Linked DNA regions of Anas platyrhynchos: region 1 is linked to region 2. The links are chromatin contacts, called in public Hi-C maps. All regions are on one chromosome and are shown on one strand. The core of a region is the stretch at or near the end of the contact, and the rest is flanking DNA. Distances in the headings are between cores, read along the strand shown.

What was found. A called contact is a pair of places that touch in the nucleus more often than the background predicts.
Region 1: a contact with region 2 is called in a Hi-C map of F5 follicle, with 2.0 times the contacts expected there. The contact joins two enhancer-like sites. A contact is called at or near these places in 2 of 8 Hi-C or Micro-C datasets (F5 follicle and small yellow follicle).

Annotation. Positions count from the first base shown.
Region 1 is chr4:12,406,350-12,410,367 of IASCAAS_PekinDuck_T2T, reverse strand. The region is part of intron 2 of BMPR1B (bone morphogenetic protein receptor type 1B); the gene reads left to right. Among named protein-coding and RNA genes, the nearest start is that of BMPR1B, 85 kb to the left of the region's middle. Within about 2 kb of position 1,692, at least 3 of the 8 cell types and tissues checked have an H3K27ac peak or open chromatin away from gene starts, as enhancers often do. A contact at or near this core is called in F5 follicle, where this site is marked.
Region 2 is chr4:12,333,354-12,337,364 of IASCAAS_PekinDuck_T2T, reverse strand. The region is part of intron 3 of BMPR1B (bone morphogenetic protein receptor type 1B); the gene reads left to right. Among named protein-coding and RNA genes, the nearest start is that of BMPR1B, 160 kb to the left of the region's middle. Within about 2 kb of position 1,359, at least 4 of the 8 cell types and tissues checked have an H3K27ac peak or open chromatin away from gene starts, as enhancers often do. A contact at or near this core is called in F5 follicle, where this site is marked.

The DNA of each region.
Region 1 (4,018 bases), core at 443-2,942, 73 kb before region 2:
GTTAATCTAGATTTTGCCTTGAAAATAAAAGCTATGAATGAAATTTGCATTTGAAGAATGCTTTTTTTTTTTTTTTTTTTTTTCTTGAGGCACCAACTGTTGAAATGGTTGTATATAGACATTTTCATGACATTGAAGGTATTTAAAGATTTACAGGAATGGAAAAAGATACTTTGCTAAAGCTTTCAGGAGACTGTGGAATTGAAACCTTGGCAAGTTGTAGTTTACCTGAACTGATTGTCTTAGCTATTGTGTTGATTATTTTTTTAAAATCCAGAGGAAGTCTAAGTTAAAACCAAGCCAAATTAATATTAGCTGTCTGAAATCTTTCCTAACTGTAAGATTTCTAATCTGATGGACTTGGAAAACATTTGTGTGGCTCATTCTCCTTTGACTCAGTAATACATATGTGCATGTTAGTTGGTTTTAGTAACATTTTTCCTTTGGACAATGAAAATGATTCAAAAGAAATGTTTGATAAAACTGAGCAATTGTAAAAGCTTAATTGGATTCAAAACTAGTATGTCTTCAATTAGAGTCATCTGTTTGTGCTTTCTTTTTTTCCCACTCCTAGAATATATAATCCTTTTTAACCTACATTTTTAATATAAGCCATACTGCCCTCCGCAGAGAATCCTGTTTGCTTGTAGGTAATAAGAGGTCCACAAATGCTCTTTTTTTTGGGGAAAAAAAAAATATTCTGCCTCATTTCCTCTGCTCGTGGCTGCTTGGTACTACAGAGCAACTCTGAGTGGATGATGGGCTGGCGGTGGCAGGGACTGGATGCTCCTCAACCCCCTGCTCTCTCTACAAAGCCGGGCGTGTGTCTGAAGGGCAGCCTTGCCTGAAAAACTTGTAATGTGCTTCAAGTTTAGCAAATGGAAATCCTTCCAGAGTAGAAGACGGTGTTTCTCAAGTGAGATAAAGTTCTTTCTGAAACTTGGCACCAGCGGTAAACAGCAGCTGAAAACCTCCTGGGTCCCTTGCTCTCATTTTCTAGCTGCCTCGTGCTGCAGCAGATAGACGACTTCAAACACTCGCTTTAGACACTTTATATCTCGGCCTCTGGTGGGATCGTGCTGATGCAAATCAGACACGAGACCTTTCATCTGGAAAGGCCTGTTGTGAAGGTGTGTGGGGACGGTAATTGCAAGTGGTTTAATTAGTGCAGCTGGCAGTGTGCCAGCTGAACTGTACCGGGGCTTGAGAGGGAGCGAGAGCGCAGCTTTTAATTTAGAACGATTACAATGTGATTCTAGCATTTGTACCAGCTACATCAGCTTCCCACCCCAGTTTGGATCAATTAAGGACCCTGTGTTAGACTTTAACCTCTGAATGACCCCCTCGCTTTTAATACTGCATAATTGGTTACGCGCAGGCAAAGCGATGACTTCCAGTCTTTTGCTTTGGGATTATTTCGCTGGGAAGCGTGGGGCTGGAAGGAGCGTTTCATGTGAGGTGGCAGACCCTAGCTGTGGTAACTCTGAGACCCCCTGCACCAAAGGGGTTTTCTTATCCTCCAGGAGAGCCGGGATATTGAAGGCATATAGTAGGGGCAAGACTTCTTTCTCAATGGTGTGGGCTGCCTTGTTTGAAGTGGGTCGTCTGTAATGAAGGAATAATTTCATAGACAGCTGCAAGTTGGTGCAAACGTTATGCAATTCAGCAAGATAAGCTGTTCCAATAAAAAAAAAAAAAAAAAGACTTGAGGGCATTATTGTCTCCCTAGAGCTAGTATCAAATAAGAAAGTAAAACCATGAACAAGGTCAGACGTTTTTTTCTGCTTAGAGAGCTTGTTGAAATATTTTCTTGTCTGAATCTCTTACTCATCATGTCTCCAGCTAAGTGCATTAAGTTAGAAGTGGCACGTGAACAGCAAAACATGTAATTTCTTTTTCTAATGTCTCTGTGAGAAAGTCTTCCAACTTTGGAGATTGTATTCAACATGTCAACTGCAGTAAAACTGAGTAAAAAACGAGTAGCTGTTTATATCTTGTGTATTATTAGCTGGGTCTAGCAGTGCTTGTACACATATACTCCCCGCTCTCCTTTTCAACATGCTATCATTTCACCATGACTTCACTGCATTTCATCCTTTTTTTTTCTTTTGTTTAAGGAAAGATAATTCTTGTACCCTGTCTTTCTATTTGCCTTCTATCCTTTGAGAAGTAGCCGAGTTTTGGCATTTAGACCTTAAATCAAATGGATTGCAATTCCTAAAATTGGCCTGTTTCTACTAGCTACAGAGTCAGGATGGGAAGATTTAAAAATAAATAGGTTCAAACATGCATTGGAAAAGTCCAGTTCTGCCAATTTTGAGCACATTTTATGAGGAACTTGGTGCCCTCAAATCCCTCGACATCTATAACATTGAAATCAGTTAATCCTTTGTTGAACAGTGCACCAGAAGAATATATTAACTTTGGTGTAGAGAGGTTGTTGACGTTTCATCATTTGCAGACAAGCAGAAAACACAGGTAAGTTTATTTGGTGCTGTGAATTTGAGGCTAACACTCGTTAAAAACCAAAACAACTGTTTTTTCATAAAGTAACAACCAAATGTATTTTCTTTGGGCATTTCTGGATTATTCAGTTTTTACAGAACTAAGAGGCAGAATATTTAATGATGGCAGAGGTTGTTATTGGTAGAAAGGCTCTCCCAGAAGTGGACTTTGCATACTTCTTGTTTCTCGTCTGTGGTGTCTGTAATTTTTTCATTGTTTAGAGTTCTATATTTTCTTTTTCTATTAAAAAAAAATCTGCCCTCATATTTCATCAAGTATGACAGCTTATACACTGGGAACCATATATTTTGGTGCAAAAATCATAATCCATGCATTTAAAGCGATGAATTTTGTTAAATCAACATTTAGGAAAGTTGCTCAAAGCAGGAGGTCTTATTTAATATGTGAATTATAAACTGGGAGGTCTCTTTTCTGGTCCAAATATTTCGCAAACATATTTAATCCATAAGATTAAAAGGTGAAAATGAATTCTTTGTACATTGCTGAAACCTGAGAGCACAGTCATGGAGTGAAATTATCCAGAGTTCTGGCAGTCCCATGAATTCAATAATACACTTTTTGTAAAACCTTAATACAGTACCCTCTTTATCTTCAGTGTTTCCTCACAAGAGATTTCAATTTTCAATATGTATTGTTTCTCATAATTTGCGTCAAAGTAGAAAACCCTTACCTGATGTTTTGAACCAGAGAATTTCTTCAGTGTTGATACACTGAAAAAGTTCCTGAATGTGCCCATCTGATGGAGGAATATTGACAGACTAGATGAGGTGGCACCTGTAAAGCTGGTTTTATGGGAACTGCAGTGGTGGTGCATGGCACACAGAGCCAGTGAATGGTTTTCTAGGTTGAACATCTTCATGAGAAGATGACATGGGACAAAGACCTTTTCTGTAATCCTTAGCCTTCCTATAGCAAATTAAGATGTCATTTGTAGGAATGTATCCAAACGCAGGACTGTTATTTGATATCTTTGCTGCCCATTTCACATTTGCTCTGAATCCTTCACTGGTTTATACAGTGCTTTGTTTGCCTCTGGCTTTCCTTAGGTTAACTCTTTTCTGACATCAACTAGCAATATCGTCCTGTTGCTAGTCCTGGCCAAAGTACCGATATTATCACCTGCTATTTTATCTAGACTTTTGATGAAGTTCGTGTAGAAATCTGAATTAGTGAAGAAATAAATTGTTTGCTGTGTGAACCTTCAAGACTCTGTGAGGTCCTGTGTGCAAAAAAGGAAAGCAGGTTTTCATCAAATTCAGGAACCGAGAAGGAATATTTCATCTGATAAAAAGAGCAGTGTATGTATAAAGGCAGTGAGTACTTGAGCCCTAACTGTGCTTGTCAGTGAAACAGATTAGATGATGATAGCAGTTAGTCAAGCTCCTCATCTGTCACGGCTAGTGTAAATGTGGACTGTGAAGAAAAGGCCATATACTGCCTGCTCAGTAAAGGTCACGCTATTATTATATGAAGGATTGAGGTGACCTAGTCA
Region 2 (4,011 bases), core at 110-2,609:
CTGGAGGCCCTACTCAAGGTCTTGAAAGAGGAGAAATTTTTCTTCCTCTTATACGTGGGGAAAGAAAAGAGACCAAGTACATATGAGGGTGGCCTACTTTCTAGTAAACTAAACAGTTTACTAATTTCTATCAATAACTGGAATTCTAGCCATAGACTTGCTGTCTCAAACTCCCTGGTATGGGATGGGAAATGATTGGCATTTTCTCGAGGTACCTCAATTGCAGTCAAAAGTCTGTCTTTCTCATTGAGGAGCTTGTTCAAACTTAAATGATAGAAATACTACTCTGAATTTTGTAACATAATTTGAAAACTACACCGGTGAGTTTAGGAGGACCAGAAGCAGTCAACCCTCACAAGACCACATGAAACATGCAGAAGTCCCTCATGTGTTTTCAGCGTGCGGCTTTTGGTGCAGCAGAAAGCTCAAGGCTGTGCCTGAGGCTGTGGGACTAGAGCTGAAAGAGTTAATTTTCAAGTTCACCATGAGCTGTGTTTACTGATCCTTTCCTATTCCTTTGTGATAATTGGCACCTCAGATTCTCTACTAATTAATTGGGCTGCAAGGGGCAGGTGGCGCCATTCTATTTTGATAATCCCTGTCAGCAGTGTCTGTACAATCTCTTTGTTTAATTAAAATGAATTTGTAATAGGGGTGCATGAACTTGCAACAGTTTTTTTTTTTTTTTCTTTCTTCCTTTCTCTCCCTCCTCTTGCTTTGCTTTGCTCCAGTGGGAGCTCGCTGCTGGGGGACAGCTCTGTGCTTCTAGCACCACCGCATTCCTCTTGCTGTTGTCACTCTCAGGTTTCTTTGGAAATGCCTTACCTTGCTACATTTCCCAAGTTATAAGAAATATATATTGAAAGTTTTATTTTTTTCTCTCTTTTTAAGCAAGGAACATATCTGTGAAGAAATTTCAAAATGGTTTCCTACTTTAAAATTAAAAAAAAAAAAAAAATCAGAAGGCATTGAATATTAAAATGATTTTGCTCCAAACTAAAATATTTAACCATTGAAACATTCATGTTTTATAGACTCATTGTTCATATATCTTTATGGCCCTGACAAAAATGTAGAGCAAGCAAATAAAAAACAATGCCACGATCTTTGCCTATCTTAACTTGCGTCAGTTTGGGCAATATGAACAAGGGTCAACTGTTTTTAACAATTGCTCACTGAAGACAGATTTCAAAATGGAGAACTGAAAGTTTAAATTTGTGCTAAGACACGCACCATTTCAGTGTGTATCTTGTTATGATTATTAAAATTTGCTTATGCCAGCTGCCAATGCAAAAGCATTGGAAACTTCACCCTTGAGAAGGCTGCCTGGGTTTGAAGGTTCCCTCCTCTTCTGAGGGCTTCCCTGTTGTTTTGTCTAGCTAATCTTCATGTTCCTGAGCAGAGGACAGACAGTTGCAGGAGTCAGAACAAAACATAGGATTTGTTTTACAAATACTTTAAAGTGATAGGAAGGTGAAGGATAGATGATGCAGGCTGCCTTTCCTGTTTGTTCTGTGCTTGTGCAGGAGGCATGCTGGAGCCTTGCAGAAATGAGAATCCTGATTTTGGCCGGAGTTTGATTGCTGAGAGATCAGTTAAGTGTTCTGTCAACCTTGCAAAGTAATGTGAATGTGCACATGTCCCTGGAATCTAAAGAAAAACTGGTGCTGCCTTGTAGTTGAATTACATTGCTGTCCCCTCTCTGTTTTAGAGGGAGCAGGTCAGGAGCTGATCATGTTTACTCACTGTTTTCTTCATGCTTGTTTGAATAGGGTGGGAGGAAGATCACTTTTTCAATGGCTTTTGTCTCAGCATTTCCTCATTACACGTTACAAATACCTCTTGTAACAGGTATTTTTGTTGGTACACCTGCTACATTCACTTGTGTTTTGTGTTGAATCCACACGTCCAGCTCATTTTCCTGTGGTGTGTTTGCCAGTGATAGGGATAGCTGGGAATATCCCTACTGTATACATGCAGAATTTAGGAATTGCATTATGCCAGCCAGCACCATGATTCAGGATGTTTTTTGTGCCTTTTTTCCTAAGCGTTTATTTCCTGGAGGGTCTTCCTGAGGTCCATCCTCCCTCCTGTTGGAGGCAGCTGGTGGCTCAGTGTGAGCAGGTCAAGTCAAATAAGACTCCCAGCATCTCTCAGTGGTCATACTATGTAAGGCAGCTCACATGCAAGAGGTGAGGTCCTAAAGTTAGAGTGAAAAAATGTTTTAGGAAGTCTCAATTGTAATACTTAAATAAATAAATAAATTGTAGTGAATTAACTTTTTCAATAGGGGATGGAAGGATAAGCAGGCAGTTTTGTCAGCATTCCCCTGCAGTGTTCTGAATGGCAGCACAGAGCTGCCAGCTTTTGTAATCTCATCAACAGCTTCCCAATAACTGCTCTCTGTCTGATATCCCTAGTGTCCACAGTCAAATGATCAAATGAAAATTTATGCACTCATGCAAAACAAAAGAAAACTAGGTTTTCAGTTCTCATGATGTCAGGGAGAAGTTTGAAAACATAATTGCCAAAGGTTTGAAGCCTAGTGTGGGGAAAAAAAGGCTTTTACTATTAAATGAAAATATAACATGAACACATGGAAGGATAGCAGTATGCTTTTACCTCTTGAAAATCCCAATCGGCAAAGGTTTAGACACTTTTCCAAATGTGTAGACATTAGTGTGTAGCAATGTGGATCTTATTTCCACCCTCATAAGCTGTCTTGATGCTATTTACCCTCTTGCCAAAAGGGCACAGTGTAATGCCTGCTTGGCATGGGAGAGTTTCAGTTCTCTTTCCTGGCATTTGATGAGCTTCACACTCAAAATAACTTTGGCAACAAAGTAAAAAAGAATCCCTGCATTTTTCTGGAACTGGAGATGCACCCACAGGTTTGCCTGTGTCACAGAAATTGTTGTGTTTTTCCTATTGTAAAAATGTAAACGTGATACAAGAGTTTTAAAATGGGAAAAAATCTCATTGCACAGTGGCAAAAACAAAACAAAACAAAATCCTGAAGAGCACAGAAGGTCCAAACTTATTTTTTCTCCAAGTTGTCTCTGAGTGTAACAGTTAGTCTTCAACTCAACAGCATCTGGCCCTCACAGATGGTGTCTACCCAAGTGCAGTTAGGTAGCGAGGTCTGATAGACTCAGTAGTTGGCTCATCTCAGGTTTGCTCATGTCAGAAAGCAGTTTAGAAATGAACATTTTGACAACATCTCTGGTTTGCACTTGGGCCACACAGCGCCCTTTGGTACCAGCTTTATCACTCCTCTTGTGAAATGTTAGCAAGAGCAGAACACCAACTCAGTTGCAAAGTGTATCTTGCGGTATTTGAAAAAAATGTATGATTGCTGGAAACTGAATAAAAATTACTTGTGGTGCCATGTGTGTAAAGGATTAAATGCCTTCTGGGAACAAGGAATTCTTTATTGGAAACATGATTCTGTCCAAGTGCAGATGCCTTGAAATGGTAAATCCATTTTTGTGGTTTTTACATACTTACTAGAAAGAAGCCAGCTTTGCTGACGTGAAAGCAAGGAGTTAATACTTTCAAATGGTTCCATTTAACTGCACTTTTTTCTTCCTTGTAGATCATGAACAATTCTTTTTAAGTTGAGGCTGGTGGGACCAAGAGGATGGTGGGAGTCTTTTGAAACTTTTATCAGGAGTAATTCCCACCTCACGATATGTGAATATTAAGGAAAATCTGTTCTTCCCCTGGCCCCAGAAATTTAGCATTTCAGAGTGAAAATTATACCAGCTACACATTATATAGAACACCTATACTTGAGCAAGTAATGGGTGGGATAAATAAGACTGAACACCAGGAAAGACCCATATGGTCGTGTGGTGAAGGCACAGAAGAGGACGCACAAAAAGTTCAACAAATCAGTTGAGAACAATAGAAGTTCTCTTTTTACACACAAAGCAATTTGTCAAAGCCAGCGACCCCAACTGATGGGCATTAAGTAGCCAGTAAATGTGCCATCTATTGTAGGTTATTAGT